Linked DNA regions of Rattus norvegicus: region 1 is linked to region 2. Evidence: chromatin contacts called from public Hi-C data. All regions are on one chromosome and are shown on one strand. Each heading gives the region's core, a stretch centred on a gene start, on an enhancer-like site or on the middle of the called end of the contact. The rest is flanking DNA. Distances are from core to core; before and after follow the strand shown.

Evidence for each region. A called contact is a pair of places that touch in the nucleus more often than the background predicts.
Region 1: a contact with region 2 is called in a Hi-C map of prefrontal cortex, with 2.2 times the contacts expected there. The contact joins the promoter of Gpr158 here to the enhancer-like site in region 2. A contact is called at or near these places in 2 of 12 Hi-C or Micro-C datasets (frontal cortex and prefrontal cortex).

Annotation. Positions count from the first base shown.
Region 1 is chr17:88,738,505-88,744,736 of GRCr8, reverse strand. Gpr158 (G protein-coupled receptor 158) reads right to left here and starts at 1,914. Exons shown (of 11, transcript NM_001170326.1): 1 at 310-1,914. The coding sequence starts at 1,211. The region is part of intron 1 of Rps8l1 (ribosomal protein S8 like 1); the gene reads left to right.
Region 2 is chr17:88,690,570-88,697,332 of GRCr8, reverse strand. The region is part of intron 1 of Rps8l1 (ribosomal protein S8 like 1); the gene reads left to right. It also overlaps a transcript of Gpr158 not described here. Among named protein-coding and RNA genes, the nearest start is that of Gpr158, 49 kb to the left of the region's middle. Within about 2 kb of position 2,127, at least 24 of the 93 cell types and tissues checked have an H3K27ac peak or open chromatin away from gene starts, as enhancers often do. A contact at or near this core is called in prefrontal cortex, where this site is marked.

The sequences.
Region 1 (6,232 bases), core at 665-3,164, 48 kb before region 2:
CAAAGTTCGGGGACAGAGTTGTTAACCTTCTCCCCTTGTGCTATGGAAGGATTGAGACCAATTGCTACATCCCCCAAGCCCCGCTGCCGCTGCACACCAGGGAATGGCTTTCCGTGAGTGCCTAAAGCAGACAGACCGGGCATTTGTCACCCCTCCGCGCATGAGCTCGCCTGGACTTCTCTTAGTCTGAAGTTCTGTTCCAAGGCTGGAGACTTAAGTCTCACTGGCAGACAAGTGTGTTTCCCCAGAGTGCCTATTTACAAAACCAAAAGATGACTCTGTGTGTGCCCTATCCAACCCTCTTCCTACCTGAATTCCGGGACCAGGTTAGGTTGAAGCCCGTAGAAGGCAGCAGAGAGAGTGACCAGCCACCCGGGCTTGTAACTCCCATTCTCGCACTCCAGAAAAGGTGGAGACCACTTGACATGGCTCCTGTCCCCGCCAAGCCCATCCCTGCGCCGCCAGCTGTGGCCCAGGCCCCGTGGCCCCTGATTGGAGCCGCGGCGGTGCAAGTGGGGCCTCCACTTTCGCCGAAGCCCGTGGAACCACTCGGTCTCCAGAGTGGCGTTAGCCAGGTGGTGAGCGGAGGAGGACAGGTCCTGCAGCAGGATGCGACTCTCCTCACGGGTGGCCTGGAGGAAGACTTGCGGGGCGGGCGTGGACAGCGACTCGGTGCTGAAGGTGATGGCCGCCCGGGAGATGCTGGGCTCTCCCTCCAGGAGACTTCGCACCAAAGCCTGGTACCACTGCAGGTCATCCTGCACGGTCTGCTCCCGAGACTTATTGCTCTGCAACATCATGTTGAGGAAGTTGGTGGCGTGTGTCAGAGTGTCCAGCGCCCCGTGCAAGGAAGGATGGGAGCTGGCTAGGGACGGTGACTTCCCCGGCAGGCCCGCCAACTCATAGCGGCCTGAGCAGTTGGCTCTCTTCAGCTGGTGGAAGTCCCCAGTATAGAGGTAAGAGGCCACGTCCATGGGCACCTCCTCGGCTAGTTTTTGTGCCAAGATGGTGCCGTCTGTGGAGCGGCTCCAGGGAATAGAGGGGTCCGGGGCAGAGGCTCGCGGCAGCTGCTGACCGTGCTGCTTCCCCCTCGAAGTCCTCTCTCGAGAAGAATCTGGCCGTTCTGAAGGGTCGAGGCTGGCACCAACCTCTCCCAATCCCAGATGAGCGAGCAGGAGGCAGAGGAGTAAAGAGTAAGCCATGGCTCCCATCTGTCTAGCACAGAAGAGAGGAGATAACCGGAGGAGTCACTTTGTAAATTTCGGTCCTTAATTTATCACCAGTAAGACTTTTGGGGGAGAGGCTTCCTTCTCCAGGTGGAGCCCAGTCCAGATGGACTTTAAAATAAGAATGTTTTGAAATTGGCCCAGCTGGTTCAGCTGCCGTCACAGACCCAAATCACCTGTGGCAATGCTGGCTGTGTCCCGCTCCACAATGGGTCGGCTCGGGATTACGCACCTCGCAGCCTTGAGCCAAACAGGTTACATCCCCGGCAGCTATAGTTAGCCGGCTTACGTCTTTCTGCTCAGCCGCTTCCACCGCCGCTCTCATTGAGGTGTGTTCAAGAGCTGGTGCTGATGCTGCTGATGCTGCTGATGCTGCCACCGCGGCCACTGAAGACGCTGCTCCATCATCTCACCCTTGGCAGGTCGTTCCCGCCTCCTGGCTGTGGCCCCTCCTCGACCCTTTCGCCCCGAGATGAAAGCGCGCACACAGATCCACGCCGCGAGCTCAGCGGCGAGTCCCAAGGAACCCAGGTTTTCTTTGAAGACGTTTGTGTCTCTGGAGTCCAGACTGCCAGGCAGCTGGTTAACTGGAGCCCTTACCACAAACCGCACCGCTGCCTCTCCCTGCTCTCAGATGAAACCAGTTTAAAGAGACAGCTTGGCCGCAACCAAACCCTTCTAGGGCGGCTTCAAGTCGTCTTGTGCCCTGTTTGGTCGGCGCCTCTGTCAATCAGCTGACTGCCATTTGTTGGCTGGGGCGGGAGCTGTCCAGTGCTGAACCCGAGGCGCACTGAGGAGGCGGAGGAGGAGGCGGCGGCGCTGCTTTCACCCACTCGTGTTCCCTGATGACTCGGAAACCTGCAGGGGTGGCGAGGAGTGGGCGGGAAAGAGGAGAGAAGCGGCGCTTTTGGTGGCTGAAAGCGAAGGAAACTTGGGCTACTGAGCAGGAGGAGGCTGTAGGCATCTGGCTTGCTTAGTTAGATCAGCCCTTCCTTTTGCCTGGAAAAGAGGGAGAAGAGAGTAGTTTTCATTTCTGACTGAAACTGGGGAGGAGGGAACGTAGGATGGAAACGTGTCCTTCTTAGCATCTGCTCATTTTTTTAGGCAAATTATCAAATTCTCTTCCTCATTGTCGGTTAAGGAAATGATTAAACCTGGCCTTCCAATGATGGTCTTAGCTGTGAGAGAGTAATGGAGACATCTACTGGCTGAGCGTCAAGGAAAAATAAATGTCATATTTAAGGAATCCTCTTCTTCGGAGCCAGAATGAAAGCGGAGCTCTGACAATAAAGATGTGTGGAGAGGGGACATGACCAAGAATTGCGTGTTGTAGACTGTGAGAGAATGAGGACGAAAACGAGTGAATCCCTAGTGTGTGTGGGATACAAAGTCACTGTCGGTGAGTTACTGGAATTGATGAAAAACAGCTCAGACTTCAAGGGAGGGCTCCAGAGATGTGTCAGCTCCTTAAAGAATTGGGAAGGGCCCCTAAGCCACCTGGGTGTATCACTTGAAGTTTCCTGTGACATTTCCCTGTTGCATCTGCACTTTCCAAGTGGGCCTCCACTTTCGAATTCCTCAAGAAGACACATGTAGAAAATCCCAGGTTTATTTTAGTCCCCAACTAACAATAGTGTCACTCATGCCAGTCCAAGAGACTTACTGTACTATATATCATTTTGTTCTGGCAAGAAAATACCTTAGGCTATTCTGGGTTTCTATCATTATATACTGATAAGTAAGGAAAAATGTTTGTTTAGCTCTTAGCTTTGCACAGTGGGTGTCCAAGATCAGGTGGTCCCTGATTTGGGTGACTGGTGATGGCCTTCTGGAGAGCATGGAAGACAGTATGATGCTCAGTAATATATTGAGGAGGGAGAGAGAAGCCAATTGGCATCGAGAGGAGGACTAAACAGGGTTTTTATGACAATCTAGTCGCACAAAGCCCTACTGACTCTCAGCATGAAGCATTCATCCACTAGTGAGAGTAGAGACCCCACAAACTAATTGCCTTCTACTAGGTCCCACCTCTTAAAGTTTTACCGTATTAACACGTCCACGCTGAGGACAAAGCTTCCAGTGAAAGAGTCTTTGGAGCACTATCCACATCAAGTAATAACAACGTCTAAGTACTGGGATGTAAGAGACAAAACAAGAAATATCTTCCCAGTCACAATCATGGTGGTACACTGAATATCTAGAACACTGCTGGCACTGTACAGTAGGCTCTCACTATATACTTGGTAATTAGTGAAGGAATTAGATGGTGATAAACCTAGCTATCCTTTTCTCATGAGAAGAGTTTTGCTCAGCGAGCCAGGGATGAAGGCTTTTGGGATAGGACTTAGCAACCAGTTTTCTCAGCTGTTATATATGGTTTCCTAATACATTTTTGTGATTATGCTAACAATATAGTTATTTGATTTGTATTTACTTATAAGTAGATTCTGTGCTTATATCTGTCCTAGTTAGGAGTACTATTGCAGTGATGAAACACCATGACCAAAAAAGCAAGTTTTGGAGGAAATAGATTATTTCTACATCACAATCTATCATCAAAGGAAGACAGGAAGGAACAGAAAGAGGGCAGAAACCTGATGCAGAAGCTCATTCAGAGGCCATGGAGGGATGCTGCTTACCGGCTTTCTCTTCTTGGCTTGCTTAGCCTGCTTTCTATGGAACCCATAACCATCAATTAGCCCAGGGATGGCACCACCACAATGGTCTAGACCTTCTCATATCAATCGCTAATTAAGGAAATGCTGGCTTGCCTATAGCCTGATCTTATAGAAGCACTTCCTCATTGGAGGTTCCATCCTCTCTGATGACTCTAGCCTAGGGGTAAGTTGACATCAAACTAGCCAGCATAATATCTGACTTTTTGTCTAAATCTTTCTTTGCAACATATGCTAAGTAGAAGTAATTTCAGCTTATTAGTCTGTTATATCACATGTGGCAATAATTACAGATGGAGTTTCTCTTGAATTTGTCATGGTATTCTCTGTTTTTGCATTTATTTAGCTATCTAAAAACTTAAATGTAATTTCCTCAGTGACTATTTTAGGAAACTTATAGAACATTTAAAATTATTTAAATGTCTTCTGTATCTAATTTAAAAGGAAGGTATTTATCATTAGTTGTTCCTTTATACAATTAATTTAGTGCCCCAAAATAATCAAAAGACCTGAGCACTGGCTCTAGCCTTGTTTTAAAGAAATATATGTGGAGCCTGAAGAGATGGTTCTGCAGTTAAGAATAATGGGTACATTTTCAAAAGACCCAGGGTCAAAGAGCCAGTAGAGCTGGCCCTGATCTAGAGGGAGTGGGTGAACCATCAAGAGAGAGTTGGTCCCTCTACCTTGCTGGGGAGGGAGGAAATGCCCTCTTCCCCCTCACCCCTCACTACCTGAGGTTGTCAAGAGAGTGGGTGACCTGGCCCTGACCCCTCAATGGCTGCCACACTCAAGAGAAGGGACCCTCCACCTCTCCTGGCCAGCACAGTATGTTGGCCCTGGTGGAGGAGGAACAGGTGAGCCAACCACAAGGAAGAGAACATGAGAGAGCTGGCCCAGTCACTCATCTGGCATGAGGTGGCATGAATGTATGGCTGATGCCCTCCCCCATCTCTCTTTGCCACCTGCAGTAGTCAGGAGAGCTGTCCCTGAAATCATGAGAGCAATAGCTAGCCCTCCCCCCTTATTGGCTGTAGCACTCAGGAAAGTGGGCCCTGCACCTCACCAGGGCAGCAAAGTGGAACTGACCTTGGTGGTGATGCAGATAAGTCATCCCTGAGGGAGTGAGAGTGGGAGGGCTGGCCCATGCCCCTCATAGGCTGCAGCACTTTAGAGAGTATGCCCTGTACCTTGACTAGGCAGCACAGTGGATCTAGCAGCATGGGTGTGGGTGAGCCAGCCCCAAGAGCATTGAGAGCAGGAAAGCTGACCCTGCCATCTGCCTATGGTGGCATTGGGTGACCTAGCCAGAGCAGTGCTGGAGAGCCCCCCTAATGGTGCAGATAAAGAAGAGCTGACATGCTGACCAGTTCAGCTATAACCAAATCCAAGATCTAGGGCTCTGAGTTGTCCCACCCCAAAATTTATATTATCTATGAACAGTTGGAATGCATGAAAGGGCCAGTCTTGCTGTTCCAAAGCAGCAGGATCTCCATAACACAGGGCAATAGTATAACAAGGAGGAGTTGTTATGAGGAACTAATATTGATGGTGTTACTGTAGGCTTATATTTTTCAAAACTTTAAAAGTGTGCTTAAATACTTTAACCTCCTTTCTAGCCAACAATGCACCAGATATAGTAGAAAGGAAAGGTTAATGGGGCAAAGGAGAATGTGGACCTGTTCAGAAATAGTTCTTGTAGAGAAAACAATCTGTTTTTGCCAGGATATCAGCAGTTCAGTTCACATAAATCAGCAGTGCTAGTTCAGTCCACAAGAAACCATGAAGCTCTACCAATCACCCAAGTCCATGGAAGCAGCAAGAAGCTGTCAGAGCACCACCAGAAGTTCTTTGGTGGCATTACTCTCTATGGACACATATGCACACAAATGATGACCAGCAAACAGTGACAAGGTGAACCAATACCAAAAAGTGACATGAGTGAAGTCCAGTGATGACCAGCATTGAGTGGAAAAGTGAGCCAATAAGACACAGCATCACCCACTGTCTGTTGGGTTGTACTTATATCCTTTCCAAACATCACATGTTCTCTCAAGCATCCAATGTAGAAAACACCGCATCCCCTTTTTCCACTCTGCATCCTGAAAAAAAAAAACAAAACAAAAAACAAAAAACAAAAAACAAAAAAAAAAAAAAAGCCACATCTGTTTTCGGCAAAATATTCTCCCATGTGTCCGCTTCAGCAAAAACATAGTCTTATATGTCATCCTCACATGACACAACTGAGTCCCCAAAGAAACCAAAAGTTCTCACTTCATGACACAGAAGCCAAAGGTCTCAAACCAGAGCAATGACTCACTGTAGCGAACATTT
Region 2 (6,763 bases), core at 878-3,377:
GAGTCCCCAGGATGTCAGCAAGAGGACACTGATCCTTGGTGAGAATAGATGGAAAGACATCGAGAAGGATAGGGGAGGCAGTAAGAGAGGAAGTTCTCAAGTCATTTGTCCTGGCTCCAAAGCCCCAGGTCAAATTTGCTGGCCCACTATTGAGTAAAGAAGGTTGAGGAAGATTTGGGGAAAAGTTCTAGTCAGGACAAACTGCTGCCTACTGCTGTCATACCTACTGGCTGCAGAGATTTAATGATCCTGGCCATATTTCTGTAAATTGTCTGCCATTAAAAGTATGAAAGGGACCAGCACTCAAGAAGCAGAGGCAGATAGGCCTCAGTGAGTTCAAGGCCAGCCTGCTTTACACTTTGAGTTCCCAGACAGCAAGGGCTTCATAATAGAGAGACCCTGTCTCAAAAATAAACAAATTAAATGTATGAGAGAGTTAGGCATGGTGATACAAGACTGCAATCCTAGCTATTGAGGAGGCCGAGTCAGAGGGAGTACAAGTTAAGGCCAGACTGGACAACTTTGGGAGATCTTAAGACCAAAGTAAAAAGGGAGGTCAATATTGTCTTAGCTGCTTCTTGTTGCAACAGAAACAGCTTAAAGAAAGAAAGAATGGTTTATTCGGGCTCACAGACCCTTTGAGGTCACAGACCCTTCTAGCAGGAAAGTCACAGGGGCAGGAGCTTGAAGTAGCTAGTCACTTGCATCTACAGTCAGGAAGCAGATAGCAATAGGACTGCTTGCATCCGGCTTACTTTCTCCAGCATCCCCAACTAAGGAATGGTGCTGCCCACAGTCGGCGAACCATGAGCATGCTCAGTCATGCCTTCCAGATGATTCTGGATCTTACCAGCTTGACAGTTGAGATGAATCATCACAGGGGTACAGCCAAGTGACAGTGTTTGCCTAGTATTCAAGAGATCTGAGGCTCCATTACCGGCACGGGGGGGGGGGGGGGAAGCACAGAAAACATGAGTGGGTAGACTAAACCCAAAGTTGCTAGCACACTCAAGTCTGGAGAGGAAAACTTTACAAGAACACACATAGAATATTAATCCTAGTAATGACCACTAACTGCACAGGTACTTTCTGCCTGGGAATGTCAAATACATTTATATTCAGTAATTTATTTAATCCTCAAAACCATACTTGGAAAATGGTCATGTCCCATGGTAGAGATGGGACAAAGAGTGCTCCTAGGTGGAGAAACTGCTATAAAGGGGAAATTAGAATGAGCTGCATATTCACCTAGTGAATGACTAACCAATCCAGTCACCCTGTGAGAATGAGAGTTTGCCAAAATAGCAAGACTCCCCAAACACCTGAGTCCTGACAAAGTGCTTTCATATTCACTCTCTCTTAATCTCAGCACAGTTTGGTAATGAAGACATTTTCTTTCCTCCTATAGATAAAAAATGGGTAAGAAAACGGATACATGACTCAGTCAGGGTCTGTCCGGTAAGAATAGCCTGGAACAAGACTCCAATCCAGCTGTGCAAACACCTAAACCAGGAGGAGGCCAGTCAAGGAGTGAAGGGAAAGGGGGCTCTAACACGGACCATGATTCCCTGCACCCCCACCACATTACATACAGAAGTCACCTTGTCCTAAAGGGGATTGTTTTTAACTTTGGTAAACAAGAGGGAGGTGACCACAGGCTAAGAAGACCTAAGCTATATCAAGCCTTGAACAGAGCAGAGGCATTGTTGCTGTTATCCTGGCAACAGGGAAATACGACAGCTGCAGAGAAAGACAAAGGGAACATAGGGGAGCAAGAACAGACCTGAAAGGCAACATTGGGTCTGGTGAGAGAGAGCTGCCTGGTCCCTTCCACCGGGAATTTACCATGGCAATAAGATCCCTGGACACTGAAGCCTTCCTAGCCAACCTCCTTGCCCAGCCTCCAGCTGTCACCCCACTATGCCAACTCCTCCCCTGGAAGAATCCTGTGGAAGCCATTATGATAATGCAGTTCCTTGCTGACTTGCCTTTGGGAACACCAGGCAGATCCCTTGAGCCAGGCTTTCTTTGAATGGAAGAACTAGGGGAGTTGCTGCCATAGCAACACAGTTCCCCTGCCCATTTCTACCATCCGTGAGCTGGGGGAGATCCCTGGAGGAAGTGGTTCCCCACCTCCTTTACCAAGGCAGGAGAGATCGCCAAGGACACACAGATGGAGAGGAGCCTTAGGGAATGTTCCCTCTAGCCTGAAATGGCTGCTGATGTTGTCATGGCAACCGGATCCTATGCCCACCAAACCATGAAGGAGGGAGAGCTAGAGGGAGGCTTGGGAGCCAGCATGTGCCAGAGCAGCTCCAAGCTCCCACGTCAGCAGGCAGACTATATGGTGGAGGCCCACCTTAGGTTGGAGTGTCCCAGAGGCTCATCTCAGGTGTCTGAAAGGACTAGTAACGATCTTCTGTGAGAGGATAGTGCTAATTAAGACAGGGAGTGAAGAGGAATAGTTAATCTAGGTGTGGTGGTGCACACTGGGAGTCCTAGCACTTGGGGGACTGAGGCAAGAGGATTGCAAGGTCAAGCAGCCCCTGGGCTATGTTGTAAGAACTGCTCTCAGAAACAGTGACTACAGAAGGTGTAGGATGGCTGCTTTTAATGTCAACAGTTGACTCTGCCAATGCGAAGCACTAGGATGTGTCTAAAATGTCCTCATTTTTCTTTCTATTCTTAAATTGTCTTGGGTAAGTCCCTTAACTTGCAACAATGTGTCAGATACTCAGATCACTTTTGTCTACCAGCAGAAGGCAACCTGGGAACATATACAGAAGGAAACATCCCATCCTTCAAGTGGATTCAAGTTGGAGTCTCTAAATTATATGTGTGTACATGATTCATATTATTAAACTGTACCCTAACCTATAAAACCCAATTCAAAATGCATAAAAATAGAATATTCTGGGAACCAAAGTCAAGAGAGTTACGGTGATGTTGACGACAAGAAATGCAGCCTTTGGAAATGTCAATGCCCTAGATCCACACGCCTGCCCATTATTGCCTTCCATTAGACACATCTGGGAGTAAAGGAGTGAGAGATGAGTAAAACAGGCTGATATAAATGCTATTGCTCTTTTTTATTCTGTTCCCTCTAATCGGGTCATTGTCATTCCCATCTGGGTTCAGGAAAACACTACGTGACCTTTGATGAGGATAGGTAATGTATTAAACCAGCTCACAGGCCGTAGAAACGAATTTATATTATTAGAAAAGGATTCCATTCATTTTTACCATCACTGTCCTGTGTATGACTGACACAGAGTTGAGATGCACTGATGGTGACCACAGAGCACTGCCGAGGACACCCCTCCTGGGACATCACAAGTATAGCTGTGTTTTGTTTCAGACACCGTCTCCTCTTCCTGGTGATGCGCGGAGAAGCCAGTATTCTCTCCGCACTGAGGCTAAGAAGCATAAATGAGTTTTGCTAAGGCCACTTAGAGTAGGTACAAACTCTGGACTCAAGCCCAGCGCTAGTGCAAAGCCGATATGTAACAAACTCCCCAGGTAGCTATGGGCCACAGAAACTGCCTACGTCACAACTGGTCTGGACCGGTTGGGCAATATAAATAAAATGGTTGAAGTGCTATTAATTTCCTCCTCAGATGTTTTTTATGTCTCAAATCCCCCAACAATGGCACTGTTTGCTGTGCCAGCTCAGCCCCTCCCCCGCCCCCTTTCCGCTGCTATTGCGCTGTTTGTGTGGTCTGATTTACGTTTCATCTCAGTGCGCACACAACACCTGGTACTAAATGGACAAACCTCGCTTTGTTTCCAGTGAGATGATAAGAAGGAATATGAAGGAGGAAAAACAAATTCAAACCACTTACCAGCCTTACGGACCCACAGGGGCTGAGAACCCAATACAGAGCAACAGCCAATCATCGGGGCTCTCCAATTATCCGTGCAGAAGTACTCCACCATTTATACGCACGAGTTAAAACCAGGCACCATCTCCTATATCTCTCCTGTCTCTCCATCTGAGTAGGCGTGTTAACATGCACGCAAACACACGCATGCACGAGTAGTAAGAATGAAGTTCTGTCGGGACTGGATCTCACATCCACTTGAGACACGCGCACAATGAGACTGTCTCCTACCACTCGGGCCATTCATTTAGCCACTGATGAATCTTTTCTGAGAAATGAGACAGGATCCAAGACTTACTTAGAAGCCAATGAGGTGAGCATTGGTTTTTTAGTAGCAGAAACTACTAGAGTGATCGAATGAACCGTGGACCAGTTCGCTTAATCCTGATGGACTTCCTCTCTAACTTACATATGGCTTATTGCACAGCTACTGAAAACTACTGTTTGTGGGAACTACTCGAAGGCATTAGGAAGTAGCCACCCTCGAACGCTAAGTGGAAGTTCCCAGAATGCAAATTTGTATGTAGAATATGACTCTGATCGTGTGAGAGACTTCGTATCTGAGTGTGTGTGTGTGTGTGTGTGTGTGTGTGTGAGAGAGAGAGAGAGAGGGAGGAAGAGAGAGAGAGAGAGAGAGAGAGAGAGAGAGAGACAGAGACAGAGACAGAGACAGAGACACAGAGAGAGGGAGGTGATGCTTAATTTTGAATGTCAGTCTGCTTTCACTGAGAAACTCGTAGGAGACCTAAAAAGAGGTGCGCCTATGATATTTTCAGATACTCAGCTCAGGAGAGTTCTAAGCGAATGAGTGGGTTAAAGCCTAGGGATTCGTATCAAGTGACATTATTGGTGGGCATGGAGGGAACACAGGTCACTCGGGATGTCCTTGCTGAAGCTCAATCGTCTCTGATCCGCTTGCTCTCTGCAGTGAGGAAAAGAAACTTCCCCCACTGCCTATTCCACCACTATAGCACTCGTCTGAGTGTCCTGGGCCCAGCCCAGCCTGTAATAACTGCAACGGGGAACTAAAATAAAAAGCCCCTCCCCCAACATTGTTCCCTCAAGCCCTTTGTCCATTGCATCAATAAGCTGGCTAATACGCACAGATGTATTTGCCAAATACACTTTTCTCCAGAAAATACAATATGAGAGAAAAGGCACCAAACCTTGATAGTACTTTTATTTTGTGGGTTTTAATTTTTTTTTTAATACATACTTTTCTTCAAATTTTAGCACTGGGGTTAGCACTTCTACCGCCAGAAAAAATAAATAAATAATAGTTTTTGAAAAAATTTGAAGCAAAGTAATACATGAGCCCGCATAGAACTCGTTACGAGACGTTTCTGCCTCAGTGCATTCCCAGTATGTGAGGCTGACTGAGGCCTAGAAAGAACAATGCTGACCGGGAGTGCCACCACGGCCCTGGGAGAGGGTATGACCTTCCCACATGGGTGATGAAACAGAGACTTCTGCCTTTAGCATCTGGAAAAAGGAGCCCAGTTTGGTGGCTCACACATTTCGTCTTTGTTCAAGGCTAGCCCAGTATACATAGCCTACTCTGAAGACAGCGAAGACTCTTGACTTTTGATGACTTATATGGAAACATTTAAACTTAATACGAACTGTCTTGAATGAAGTAAACCACCACCTCTCAAAGGAAGAGCAAGGCTGTACCATAGCCCGAGTTGCCTATTTCTAGCATATCCTTGAGTATAGGCAGACCATAACCATATTATCAGGAGCCAGGTCTTGAGTGAAACCTTACTCAGGAGGAGCTAGCCGTGTGAGAGAGACAGAGGAAGAAAAATCCAGACATCTGTGTCAGAAGGAGCTCGCAGATCCATCACACAACTGGGGGAAAACGGGCTTCCGTGTATCAGCTGCACTCCCCACCTGTGCCGGAGCCTTTCCATGCTGTGATATTGATTTCCGTCCTTGACCACCCCAGATACAGAGAAGCGTTATCCATCGGCCTTCAGAAGTGCAGCTAACGAGCGGTGTTTCCTCTTCTTTCCTTTGTCTCTGTTAGTAATGTCAACATAAACCTTCCTGAAATAGAAGCCAGCAGATATTTCTTAAAACACTTTTTGATGAGTAGCCTTCTCCACTCCCTTCCCTGTCATTCTCCAAGTCTCTCAGAAAAGGAAAAAGAATTTATCAAAATCCTCCCCCAATGGGTTTTATTTTGATTACTCATCATCTTCTTCCTCTTCCTCCTCCGTTTCCTCCTCCTCTTCTCTCAAAAGCTACCTTTCCCAATTGAAGGTATTTCCTAAACAAAATAAAAATATCTTTTTTCGTCAATATTACTTGAAGCTGAGGCGAAAATACGCTCAGTGGATTTTGATTATGCGAGGACATAAAGAAACCTCCCTTCAGAGAAGTCCGTCACTGTCGTGTGTTCAGAGAAGCAATATTTTTTTTTTTTGGTTCTTTTTTTCGGAGCTGGGGACCGAACCCAGGGCCTTGGAGAAGCAATATTTTTTGGAGCAATATTTATTAAACGCTTCCATGCACTGAATCATCCCTCAGTATTCATGTGCTCCATATTCAATTTAGCTAGTAGAGTTTGAGAAGCATCACAGGCATCGCCTGAATGGTGCGGAGATGAGGTACAGAGCAGGAGACAGGCCTTCCAAGCCTGCCCTAGGAAAGCCCATAGAAAAAGCAGCGGAAAATTCCCTTATCCTGGGCCCCAGAACAGAAGCACACCAAGGACGGTTATGTAAGTGTGGGAAAGAAAGCCAACCAGGGCCCGTTTCCCCACAGTAGAAAAGAATCGTCGCTGAGTAGAAAAATCCCTGCATTACACAGTGGTCTAAACTGTTTCTAGATGCTGACAGATCTTTTTCAGAAATAGTTGAACTCCTAGCGTCACGATG